Linked DNA regions of Mus musculus: region 2 is linked to region 1. A link is a contact called in public HiChIP or PLAC-seq data. All regions are on one chromosome and are shown on one strand. Each heading gives the region's core, a stretch centred on a gene start, on an enhancer-like site or on the middle of the called end of the contact. The rest is flanking DNA. Distances are from core to core; before and after follow the strand shown.

Evidence for each region. HiChIP or PLAC-seq counts read pairs in DNA pulled down with a chosen protein or histone mark.
Region 2: an H3K27ac HiChIP or PLAC-seq map of extraembryonic endoderm stem cells shows a contact between it and region 1, with 3 times the contacts expected there. The contact joins the promoter of Prorp here to the enhancer-like site in region 1. A contact is called at or near these places in 6 of 39 promoter capture datasets (the C10 cell line, hippocampal neurons, liver and 2 more), 1 of 484 Hi-C or Micro-C datasets (liver), 5 of 115 datasets of contacts at active chromatin or transcription factors (astrocytes, embryonic stem cells, extraembryonic endoderm stem cells and 2 more) and 2 of 9 other capture datasets (embryonic stem cells and liver).

The regions. Positions count from the first base shown.
Region 1 is chr12:54,743,906-54,750,527 of GRCm38.p6, reverse strand. It overlaps Snx6 (sorting nexin 6), which reads left to right. Exons shown (of 14, transcript NM_026998.3): 14 at 3,469-4,171. The coding sequence ends at 3,522. Among named protein-coding and RNA genes, the nearest start is that of Gm22317, 8.6 kb to the right of the region's middle. Within about 2 kb of position 3,732, at least 5 of the 459 cell types and tissues checked have an H3K27ac peak or open chromatin away from gene starts, as enhancers often do. A contact at or near this core is called in extraembryonic endoderm stem cells, where this site is marked.
Region 2 is chr12:55,298,619-55,305,240 of GRCm38.p6, reverse strand. It overlaps Prorp (protein only RNase P catalytic subunit), which reads right to left and starts at 2,604. Exons shown (of 7, transcript NM_025373.1): 1 at 357-2,604. The coding sequence starts at 1,333. It overlaps Ppp2r3c (protein phosphatase 2, regulatory subunit B'', gamma), which reads left to right and starts at 2,241. Exons shown (of 14, transcript NM_021529.4): 1 at 2,241-2,326; 2 at 2,446-2,647; 3 at 6,220-6,347. The coding sequence starts at 2,590.

The sequences.
Region 1 (6,622 bases), core at 2,483-4,982:
CCCATCCACCCCCACTCCCCTACCCACCCACTCCCCCTTTTTGGCCCTGGCGCTCCCCTGTACTGGGGCATATAAAGTTTGCATGCCCAATGGGCCTCTCTTTCCAGTGATGGCCGACTAGGCCATCTTTTGATACAAAACATATCTTTTTTAAAAAGATACGTCTCAGCCAGGCGTGGTGGCGCACGCCTTTAATCCCAGCACTCGAGAGGCAGAGGCAGGTGGATTTCTGAGTTTGAGGCCAGCCTGGTCTACAGAGTGAGTTCCAGGACAGCCAGGGCTACACAGAGAAACCCTGTCTCAAAAAACAAAAAAACAAAACAAAACAAAACAAAAAAAAAGTCTCAGAAAAAAAATGAAAGCAATCAATATTCTATCCAGTGGGTGAATGGATGAATTGTAGCATATTAATACATAGGCTATTATTCTATGATAAGCATAAAAAGAAATAAAGTCCTAATAGAGCATGGAAGATTTTTCATTTTTTGCTATTTCTCTTGAGACAGGGATTTTGTATAGCCTTGGCTATTCTGGAACTTGCTTTATAGAACAGGCTGACTTTGAACTCACAGAGATCTACCTGTCTCTACCTCCAGAGCAATGGGATTAAAGATGTGCCACCGCCACTCAGCAAGATAATTTTTTAAAATTATTTTTATTTCATTGCCTGCGTGTATGTCTGTGAGGGTGTTGGATCCCCTGGAACTGGAGTTACAGACAGTTGTGAACTGCCATACTGGGAATTAAACCCAGGCTCTCTGGAAAAACAGGCAGTGCTTTTTAACCATTGAGCATCCATCTCTCCAGCCCCACATCCTTATGTTTTAAAACCCATCAGTGTGTGATGGAGAAAGAGCTCATTAGGCTAAGAGCTAAGTTTTTGTAGAGGGGATGGAGATGGGTTTCACCCCCAGCACCCACATGTGGTTTGTAACTCCAGTTCTAGGGAATAACAGGTCCTCTACAGGAACCAGGCATGCATGGAGTGTACATACATGCATACATACATGCATACATACAGGCATATATACATACATACATGCATGCATACAAAAGCTCATATACATAAAATAAATCTGAGATTTTTGTTTAATCCATGAATGGTTCTTGCTCGAAACTGCTATTATGCTGGCTTCGGGATGTTGATTTTCATTTTTCTTCTCTGTGATGCCGATCAAATCCAGGACTTTGCATATGCTAGGCAAGTATTCTACCACTGAGCTACACCCCATCTTCAAATGTTGATTCTCTTTCTCTTTTTAAGACTAAAATCTTCTAAAACTTACTCTGTAAATTCAGGCTCAGTTTAAACTCATGGCAATATTTCTGTCCTGAGTTCTAGGATTACCAGAATGTGCTAGAGTCTCAGAGTCAGTCAGTGTCTCCCTCCCTCCCTCCCTCCCTCCCTCCCTCCCTCCCTCCCTCCCTCCCTACTGATCCAGAGGCAGCAAGGCAGACCTCTCAGCACCATGTCTGCCTCCAAGCTGCCCTGCTTCCCACCATGATGATAATGGGCTGCATAGCTGACCCTGTGCACCAACCCCAACTTACCTGTTGTCCTCTACAGGAGCTCCCGCGGTCACCGTGTTTCTTCACAAGAAGTAGAAACTCTAGCTGACGCCATCTGGGATGCAGATGCCCCACTAGACTTCGCTTTTTGCGTGGGGTTCAGGGGCTCAGCTTAGGTCACCGGGCTTGTGAAGCAAATGCCTTTACCTGTTTGTCTTCTATGCCTCCCATTCACTGTACCTCAGGTTTAAAATGGCAGGGTCTTCTTATGTAGTCTAGCATGGTCTCAAACTGACAGTCTCCTGCCTCAGGCCCCCAGGAGCTAGGGTTACTGCCCGCAATGGAAAGTTCTTCCTTTTAGCACAGTGTTGTGTCTTAGTCACTGTTCTAAATCTGTGAAGAGATACCATAACCGCGGCAACTCATTTTTTTTTTCTTTTTTTTTTTTTTTTTTTGATTTTTGAGACAGGATTTTTCTGTGTAGGCTAGGTTGGCCTGGAACTCACAGAGATCCACCAGCCTCTGCCTCTGCCTCCTGAGGGCTGAAATTAAAGGCATCACCACCATCCAACTCAAAGAACCTGTTATAAAAGAAAGCATTTAAACGGGGACTGGCTTATAATTTCAGAGGGTGGTCCTTTATTATCATGGTAGGGAGCATGGAAGCATGCAGGAAGTAGCTAGAACAGTCTGAGACCTTCAATCCTGATCCACCAGCAAAGAAAGCCTGGGTCTGGCTTGGGTATTTGAAACCCCAAAGCCCACCCCACCCCCCAACCGCCTCCTTGACACAGTTCCTCTAACAAGCCACACCTCCTAATGCCACTCCTAAGTATTTAACTATGAGCCTATGGGGCCATCCTTACTCAAACCACCACAGTGGTTGTGGGGAGTTTAAACCAGATCTCTCTGTAGTCTTAGCTATACTAGAACTTCCATAGATCCATCTACCTGTCTCTATGTCCCAAGTGCTGGGATTAAAGATATGTCTCACTGCCAGGCGGAGGCAGAGACAGGCCGATTTCTGAGTTCGGGGCCAGCCTGGTCTACAGAGTGAGTTCCAGGACAGCCAGGGCTACACAGAGAAATCCTGTCTCAAAAAACCAGGAAAAAAAAATGTGTCTCACCAGATCCCACTTTTTTTTTCACCAGAAGAGGGCGTCAGATCTCATTACAGATGGTTGTGAGCCACCATGTGGTTGCTGAGATTTGAACTCACGACCTTCGGAAGAGCAGTCAGTGCTCTTAACCGCTGAGCTATCTCTCCAGCCTGGGTTGTTTTTTTGTTTTTTGTTTTTTAATTTTAGTTTAATACTATTACACAATCAAAAATCAAATTCACTAGTTAACCTTGGACTCAAAAGTCTTATTTTACAGCTGGGCGTTGATGGCACATGCCTTTAATCCCAGCACTTGGGAGGCAGAGGCAGGCGGATTTCTGAGTTCGAGGCCAGCCTGGCCTACAGAGTGAGTTCCAGGACAGCCAGGGCTATACAGAGAAACCCTGTATCGAAAAAAACAAAAACAAAAAAACAGCCTTTGTGGCTCACATCTGTCATCCCAGCACTCTGGAGCCTGAGATAGGGGAATCATGAGTGCAAGGCCAGCCTGGTATATACCATAAAAGCTTTGTCTCAGATGTGAAATAAAATATATTTTTTACAAATGAATTTTTTTAAGTAGAACAATCTAAACCATTCTCATCTAGGTAGAAACTTATTTACTTAACAGGTTGGTACTTTGTTTTTAAACTGTTATAGAGATGTTTCCAGAATTGTGACATTAGAGTACAATTTTTCTTTTATGCTTGCTTTCTTGCTTGCTTGTGTGTGGCTCCTGACAAACATGCAGGCAAAACACCCAAATACATCAAATAGTAATAAAAACAATATTTACAAACAACTCTTTGAAGCTGTTAGGACTGGCATACCTGGTGACTGCCTGTTTCCTCCTCACCAGGGCAACCTTCAGCTCCTTCAGAACTGCCTTGCGGTTTTAAATGGAGACACATAGGCTTCACTCTGCCTTCTGTCAAAAAGGGCTGCCTTCAAATCCAGTTTGTTTTCCTGACGACCTCCCTCCGGCATCTAAGCTCACTGGGAACAACAGAGACAGCGGGCACAGTGCATCAGCTCTTCTTCTGAGAGACAGTGGAGCAGCAGGGCTCACCGGCTGCAGGGCAGCGGCCTGCCACCTCGCACTCCACCTTCCAAGAAGCCCAAAGTTCTACCCTCTCTTTTCTTTGAGAAGCCTGTCTTACTGTGTTTATTTCCTATGTGGCGGTTCTGTGGCTGCAGGCCTTATTTACCTAAGAATCGCTTGTCCTGTTTTAACATTCTCAAAGTACTCTCTGTTCACACAAGATAAAGGTTGCCTTTCTGAATATTTTTTAAGCATCCTGTTCCCTTAGTTCTTTCATGTATCTGTGTAAAGCGTCTTAACGAGACTTACTTTGAATTAATGAACGTAGAAGTTTCGGGTCAGACTTTATGTAAGCTTTATAAGTATGATCTCTGAAGAAAAGCAGATGCGTTAGTATGTTTGCCTTAAACTTGTGGACTAAACCAATATTGTAAACGCCCAGAGACAGCAGTGGCGTTTTGACTCCATGCTCCTTGTATGGCTCTGGAATTCAGGGTAGCGATAATAAATCTACTCCGGCATTATGCTTTACAGTGAAGGTCTTTTCTTTATCTTTTTTTTTTCTTTCTTTCCTCCCTCCCCCACCCCCCGGCCCCCTTTGTTTGAAATGGCCAAACCAGGTTCACTGAATGCTTTACCTCACGTAGAGTGACCTTCTGGGTGCACTGATTCAAAATGCAGGAGTATCATGGTTCCCTAGATCCCCGTCTACAATTCCCTGGATTCCCTGCCTATCTCAGCAGATAACCGGGAGACATTCGTCAGCCGAGCCATTTGGTGGCTACCATGGCTGTCTAGTGAGTGGTGTAGAGGAAAAGCTATCTGCTAGGAGGAGGGAGGGGGTGGTCCCCAGGACGAAAGGTGGGGTGCAGACAGATGAAGAGTCCCTGGGTCTGTGTCACCCACGCCTGGTCTTTCTGACTGGCCCAGACTGCTTCCTGTGCCCCCAGTGTAAACTGGACTTGGATGATGGACTTCTCATATATTTCTTACTCCTCTCCTATTTGGAAACCACAGGGAGTTCGGCTGGTCACCCTGGAACGAGTTCCTAGTTTGTTTACATTTCTACAAACCACCCTGATGATTCTGGGTCAGGGTCTACCCAAGACCCAGACCCAGCCTCCTCCCTCTGCTGGTTAGTGTGCTTGCTCTCTTGACATGTTTGCCGGTGCCGTTCCAACGTTGGTTTTTCTGTTATCGGCCCAGACATTTTTTGTCCTTTGTGTGCGTGACCCTAATTGGTAGAAATACACCCACTCGTGTCCCAGTGGGTGAGTGCAGGACCAAGGGCCCTTGCTTCTGGATTCCCTCCCACCCTCACCAGCTGCTCTTGAAGCCTCAATCCGGTATGGGCAAGAGCCTCTTCTGGCTTCTCCATTCTCTGCTATAAAGGACATGTTGACCTACCTCACAGGGATGTTGTGAGGACTAATAAATGTTGGTGCCGTGCTTCAGAAATGTGAAGGTGTGTAATAGCCGAGAAATGGAAGAGGGACAAAGGATACAGCAGTTCTCTTACCCGTAGGTTATTTTGTTTTTAAAAAGGTGGTCGCTTTAGGAGCAGAAAGGAGTGAGTATTCTGAAAATTTTTATTACATTTTTTGCTTATTTTTTATTTACTCTGTATGAGCTCTTTTGCCTGCCCATCTGTCTGTCTGCTCCAAGTGCAGTTGCTGGAGGCCAGAAAGTGGGGAGGTGGGGTAGAGGAGAACATAGGGTCCCCAGAACCAGAGCTTCAGTGTAGTGGATGCTGGGAAACCAACCAAGGGTCCTAGGGAAGAGCAGCCGGTGTGCTCAGTCACCGAAACCGCTCTCCAACCCGATTCTATTTTCAGATGAGTGTATGTAGTGTGTGAGGGCAGGGACCTGAGCTGAGGTCAGAGGAGGGCTTCTGGGAGTCAAATCTCTCCTTCCACCACATGGATGTGACTCCAGCTGTAAGCTGTGGGGCAAGTGTGTTTACCACCCCTAAGGCCACTTGGCTGGCCCGGGATTCATTGTTAGCATGCGTCCCGGGGTCCGGGGTAGTAGGTAGCAGCTGCATATACTAGCTAAAGGCCTTGGGTAGGCCACAGAACTAGCAGATAGTGTGCAGGGCTTTCTCACCAACACCTGGAGAAATAACATGTGTGGATGAGCCTTCTGCCACGTTCCTGTGACCCCAGGACTGCTGCTGTGTGTCTAAGGCCAGGCAAGCCCCGGAGGTGAACACCTGCCTCTGAAACCAAGGGAGAACAGGTGTGGTACATGCCTGTAACCCCAGCTGTGGCAGGAGAGCTCTGAGTCTCAATGCCAGCCTAGTCTACATAGGAAGTTCCAGGCCAGCCAGGGCCTAATAGATGTTACACCCCACCCCCTCCCCAGAAGGGTTTGGAGCAGCAAGCCGGGTGGCTCACTGGGTAAAGTTCCCTGCTGTCAAGCCCGAGAACCTTGGTTTGATCCCCAGAGCCCTGGGGTGGGGGGAGAACCAGGCCCCAGAAGTTAGCCCTTGACCTGGACACTCTTGCTATATAGCATGCTCACATGCACAGGATTAGGTGTAGTTAATGGGACCCAAAGCAAGTATGTACAAACATCGCTCTGTCTGAGGCATACAGAGGAGAGCTTTATGCCAGTGGAATGGGTCATTGACTGCTCTCTGCTACTTCCCTGTACACACACCACCCACTCTGGATTCACTCCGTTGAGGCGTCCATGTGTTTGCCTATCATCCTGGCAGTCTCGGGAGAGGTGGCACTAGCAGATGACAGAAGCATGCAGGGTTCCAAGCCCAGAGGCTGCTTTTACCTACCTGGTTGGGGAGGCCCAGGACATGAAACTGAGTCTTCAACACCATGGGAACGCAGTGCAGGAGGGGAGGGGGGCGCAGTGGGGTTAAGAGTTTGGCAGTGAATGTGAAGAGGGACACACACATACCCACAAGATTTACTGGAGGGACCGGTGTAGGCTCCAGACACCCTAAGAGCCAAGT
Region 2 (6,622 bases), core at 1,355-3,854, 560 kb before region 1:
AACTCCCGAAAAACAAAAACCTAAAATCAACCTCTATTGTTGCTATGTGCATATGCCCACACAGAGACACAGAACCTTTACTTGCTATAATGTTGCCCGTTATTCATGTTAGATGCCTCAGAAAATAAAATATAGTTCTAAAAGGAAGAGATCTGTTTATATAAAAACAGAAGGTGCGCTATAATTTCCTTTTATGTGACAAGTAGCGAGTGACACAAATTATTCCTATTACTTTCTTAGGAGAATATTGTGTTTTAAAGGAGAAATAACGATTATCTCAAGATGGGAAAAGGTATAAGCTGAATAAAGTCAGTCTCAGCAACTAATAAACAACACATACACAAAATCAAAATTACCTTTCAAACCACGTTTTTATACTGTGTGCAAATGACTCTCCAGGATACAGCTGATTATTCCTTAGATACAAAAGTATGTCCAGGAGTTTGTCTGAATAGTGATCATCATTTATGTCTTTGCCATAATCAAAGAAGGCTTTTAGAGTTTCCAACGGAGGGATGAGATTATGACCTATCAATTCCTGATACAAATTCCAAGCTGTGTTCACATCTTGATGAAGGAGGGCTCCTTGTATACAGTCACCATAGTTCTTTTTGGAAGGGACCATGACTTTTTTAATGTCTTCTAACAGCAACAAGGACTCTCTCCATCTGTCTGAGTGGATCAATCCCCGGATGAGAAGGGTATAACCCCCAGATTCTAAACTCTTGTACTTGGCTTTCATGATTTCATAGACATCAATAACTTCTGACGTCTGCTTATGAAAGACACAGAGATATAAATACTTGACGAGTAGATTATAGCCCACGATGCCATTGTTCTTTGCTGCTACCCAAGCCAGGAGAGACTTGGCCACATCTACTGAACAACAGTTGCGTGCCATCTGTGAAATGATGAAGTCTTCAAAACTGGCCTTTCCTTTGAAATCTTCTTTAAGTTTATCCCACTCTGCGGAATTCAAAGGTTTAGTTGGAAGTTGGACAGAGCTTCTCACGGGCAAGGCATGACCTTGATTCTGAGGGTTAGCACCTATGTGGGACCTCTTCTTAGCTGCTCCAGCAGCGAAGTAATGAGGATCAGAAGAAACCTGCCCATTGTTGTCATTCCCTTTCCTGTGTGTCCTAGCTTTGGTATCCAGTAGATTGAGTGCTTTGCTATTTGGAGGGGTAGTAGGTTTAACAGAAAACCATCTTTGTTGGTTCCCGATGGCACAGAGAAAGAAGGGGGTAGAAGAGGTCGCAGGGCCTAGCTCAAAGTAAGGGTTGCTCTTCCAAAGTTTCGGGATGCTCCGAAAACCAGACAAATAGAAGGTCATGCTGCAGTGAGTTGAATGAAACTTAAAAATAAAACAGTTTCACTCCACTACGTAAAATTAAGGTATTGGGGGCCCGAGGATATGGAAGCGCAGTTCTTGAAAGTGAGACTTTTTTTGTTTCTCCGTTACAAACAAATCAAGACTATGTGTTTGGAGCGATGTAATGGTAAGGAAAGCACACGTGTTCTATTTATTAAATAAGGATCCAAAGACGTCCAACACCAGTAGCAATCCCTAAACCAGAAGGCGGAACGGGAATCCTGAAGTGCCTGTTACCTTCCAATTTTCGAATCTGAGGAAAAAGCACATGGACTCCCAGTTTGACTCGTGTGGATTATGATGGTCCCGAAGAGGGGCGGGATACCAAAGGAGCTAGAACAGGGAAATAAATAACAACGAACAGGAACCACCAATCGCAGCCCCAGCAGTAGCAAGAAAAGCCAGTCTAGGGTCCCTTGCTCTTCACAACTCTCTCCGGGCCGCAAAACTCTTCGGAGAAGAGGGGCCATGGAAATGCAGCATAAACATCATAGGGAAGGAAGTGAGGTCCAGAAAGAGCTCAGACTTAACTGTACGGAGGGTCGACAAACGAAGTTCACTTCATTAAACAACTCACCACGCCACTCATGCTTAAAGGAACCATAAACGCGGTGAAAACTACAATACCCACAACGCACCGCGCTGAACGTGGTGCTGGGGCCTGGAGCGCTTGAATTCCAGGGTTCTGTTGAGTACTGAGAAGATAAACAAACCAGGATAATTTTGAAACTTTTAGTATCCGAGAGGGCTGGATACCGCTGCGTCTATTACATCGTAGGAACGGTTAAGGTTTCCAGAGAAAGAACAAAATGTGACGAAAATGCTTTTCTCAATTCGGAAATGGCAATGGAGTCCCGTAACCTGTGGCGCGCACGCGCTAAATGCCCAAGCGAAGAAGTCACGCAGGCTTCTTCTGGCCTTTAGAAATCCGGCTTGGTGAGCTGCGACACCTCCGTAAGAAGGATAATTTTTTCATCTACTTCATGTCTGATTTTCGTCCATGCTAGCGTGATCGCCGTATCCGGAATAGCTACAGCATCTTTCCTTTCCTTTTTTCTTTTTTTCCTTTGTAGCCAAGGCTTCCGCCCGTGCCCAAGATGGCGTCCAGGCGTCCTAATTAACTTCCACCTGTCTTGGCGAAGTCTGACGTCGCGGCTGGCAGTGGGTGGAGCTCTTAACAAACTGCAAATGTAGGGTCCTCTGAGCGGGAGTCAACCATGGACTGGAAAGACGTGCTTCGCCGGCGGTTAGCGTCGCCCAACACGGATCCAAAGAGTGAGTTTGAGAGGGACCGCCCTCTAGATAGCCCGCCCCAGGCTAGAAGTGGCGGACAGGGTGGATAGGGTGGAGGAGCTAGTGAGAGCTGTACTTTTGTCTGTTAAACTTCTCTGACAAAGGAGTCAGAGTGGAATGTGCTTTGGAGATCTACCAAGGGGTGACCCAAACTTCCCTGGTAAATGCCCTGCTAGGAATGAGAGCATAACGGTGACCTCAGTTTTCCACGATCTTAGACTTACGAACCAGACTTACGAACCTTGGTTCAAACCTTCAATCTTTTCAAGACCTATAATTCATCCTTATAGGTTTTTTTCCTTCCCTAGAAATAGCGTTTTATCATCTAGCCGAGGCTAGACTTGACTTATTGACCCTTTTTGTTCCTGCCTCCCGAGTCCCTGCCACCTTTTAACTCTCTTTCACTTAACCCTCCATTTTAAATTTCATGAATCCGTTTTACATTGCTCGTTCCTTGGTCCTTCACACTTGCTTTCCAGTCTGGTAAAATCCTTCCAGCTCCACACCAGCACCCAGGCAGCTGCGATTGGCTAAAGAAAAACAGAACCTGGTTGTAGGCATGGCTCAGCCATTAAAGGCTAGACTCAAACAAAGAAGAACACCCAAACCATGGTGAGTTCTAAGGTGAAGTGTCTGTTTTGGTGGCATCTGCAAGAAGAGCGTTTGCTTTTCTACACTTAATTCCGCTCATCTTCCCAAACCTCCAGTCTGCCCTCCACTGTTCACCTTAAATCGATGAGCATATTTTTCAAATATATATATCTTAAAGAGGAAGTAGAGGCAGTTTATAAAGGAGAGCCTCAACTGTTTCCAGTTACCATTTCACTCAGGTCTTAGGTATATATCCTTACAACCAACCTTCACCTTTAGAATGTATTGTCACCAGGTAGTGGTGGCACGTGGCTTTAACCCCAGCTCTTGAGAGGCAGAGGCAGGTGGATCTCTGAGTTGGAGACCAGTGTGGTCTACAGGGAGTTTCAGAACAGCCAGGGCTACACAGAGAAACCCTGTCTCTATTAAGAACTGTGTATTGGACTTGAGTCCCTGAAGTCCCTCACTGGATTGCATTCCTTTTCATATACTCGATGGCTTCTCTTCTGTGTTCTCCTCTCTCTTACATTGTTTACTTTGCCTTTTCTCCTCCATCATTTCCATTGCCACTAACAAACATGTAACAGCCTGCATGTATGCGCGTGTACCATTTTTGAGTGTTGCCTGTCGAATGTAAATGAGGTCAGGGCTTACCTAGGGTTGAGGGGAAGCCTTTATTGTAGATATGAGGGAGAGTTCAGACTAGAAAGGTCCAGACTGAATCTGACCAGCAGTATAGACGGGCATAGAGGGGAGCGGTGGGGAGAGCATGGAAGGGGGTGGGGGTGGACCAAGAGAGCACATGGGAACCAAGAGCTGAGTCAAGGGAGTGAGTAGCCAACATGCCTGAGTTCTGTAGGGTCAGAAGCTGAAGGAAGGGAAGCTGAGCCCACTGGAGAGTGGTTTAGGGTAGGAGCTGGGGTGAGAAGAGCTGGGAGAAGCTATAGGTATTAGGTAATGCTGGGCTCCTGCTTCTGCCCTGATATGTTAGTAGGCACCTCAGCTCTTTGTCCCAGGTTTCTTTGAGACCTGACACCTGCAAAGGCCAGAGAAGGTATTGGAGCTCCTGGAGCAGGAGTTACACGTGGTTATGAGCTGCCATGTGGGTGCTGGGAAGCAAACTGGAGCCTCCTACATAAATAAGAGAAGCAAGTGCTCTTAACCTACTGAGTCAACTCTCCGGTCCCCCCGCCAAAGTTTGCTACATTTCTCTTCACCTTTAATAGGAATACCTCAACTAGACCATGAATGTATAGCAAATTACCTAGATTGTATGGTTAATATTAATAGCTTCTTCTTACGGCTACTGCCATCAATGTAGTAGATCCTATGTGCTAATTATTTTACGCATACCCAAGGATATATTCTTAAGGATAGCCCTTTACCTGTATTATCAGATTTTCTTAATTATTATCATGAGCATATAAAAAGCTGGTATTTTCCCAGTTGAGAAACCTTTTTAGGCCAGGTACATACCTGTAATCCCATTACTCCAGAGGCAGAAGCCGGAAGATCAGCAAGTTAGGCTAGTCTGTAAAATTGTGAGTTCCAAGCCAGGGCTACTGATCTCACCTTGTCTCCAAAAGAGTAAAGGCAAACCCAAGACAAACAACAGCAGCTCCCTGTGTGGTCCCCTTCCCCTAGCTCTGCCTTACTGTTTTTTCCCTGATGACTCTGAGGCTACAACTGTGCTTGTCTCTCATTCTTGCTTGTGAAGAATCATCAGTGGCCTCTAGACAGATAATTCATTGGTCCTTTTCAATTCCCATCTTATTTGCAAAATTTTGCAGTTTGCTCAAGTAGTACCAAGCCATATTAAAGAACCTGTGGCTCGGTCCAAGGTTAAAGGTTAATGTGACAGGGACAACGGAAATGCTGTGACAGGTGAAGGGCTGAGGAATCCCTGGAGTCCTCTTCTGAAGAAAATAATACAGAAAAAATAGTGTTGAAAAACTAGATTATAGAATTGAAGAGCCCAGTGAGGCTGAAGCGAAGCTACAGTCCCTCGGTTCTAAGTTATCAGAGTGTGTGAGAGCGTATACTTCAGAAAAAACCTGCAGAAAAGACCTGTGATCCTGCTACATAGACATGCTAGCTCTCATCCGTGATCCCAGCACTTGGCTGACTGAGACAAGAGGCCATTTGAGCGACAGAATGAGATTCTGTTTAAAAAAAAAATAGGCTTGGGAATCTGGAGGTGTGGCTCAGTGTTAGAGTGCCTGCGTAGCGTGCACACTGCCCAGGACGTGAACCTCAGTAAATATTATCTCCATAAATATTTTCCTAAATAAAGAAAAATGGCTCAATGAGAAAGTTACCTGTCAGCAGCTGGCAGGGGGTGATGATAGAGGACCATAGCAGGGCAGAGAGCGAGAGACAACAGAGCACTGAGTTTCGCGTTTCAGTCAGTTTCCTTGTTTTTCTTAATGAGGAACTGTGGTCTTGAGGGCTGAGGCTTTTATGAGTCAGGAGCTGTGCCTGTTGCTTCCTCCTCTAGCTACAGTGTCCAGTCCAGGATTGTGCAGTAAGTGCCCAGGTGTCTGTGGTGTCGCAGTACTGAGAATTGAACCCAGGGCTCAGTATGGTAGGTGCTCCGGTGTTCTCTTTATTGTTTCTTTCCAGGGCTTTGTATATGCTAGGTAAGCACTGTACCACTGAGCGTCCTCCGGGTCCCGGCAGTGTGAATTGAAACACTTGGAAGGTCTTTAAGAGAGACAGTGGTGAGCATCACTGATGAGTACAAGTTTGGGAGCACACAGGCTCTCACTGTACTTGTGTACGGTATACAGTTTAGCGTTGGTGTGTGGGAGGCCGTTAGTATGTTCCGTGTCTAAGCACTGTTTTGAAGGCCTTTCTGCCACCGCAGGTATGTTAACTGGACTGTAACGTATAGGCTGCCCTAAGTAAAAATAATTCTTGATATATGTGCTTTTCTCGTCTTACTTTTCTGCTGTTGTTACTAGGGAAAAAAAGCGAACAAGAATTAAAAGATGAAGAAATGGATTTATTTACCAAATACTACTCAGAGTGGAAAGGAGGTAGAAAAAACACAAACGAGTTCTATAAGACCATACCCCGGTTTTATTACAGGGTAAGTGTGCTGTCTAAGTGGTTACTTCTGAGTCTGTAAATGAAATGTAATTTCAGAAGTAGGGTCCAAAGCATATATTTTAAAAATAGATGATTTCATTGAACATCTTATGTTTTTATAGTTGATTTATCGCTGTGATAAAGTACTTTGAATCCACTAAAATCTTGAGATTCAATATAAAGTGGTTCAAGAAAGAAAAAGCCCTACTCCCCCTCTTTTGAGCTGGTGGCTCTTGTAGCTTTTACTATAGGTCGTAGTAATAAGTATACGATTAG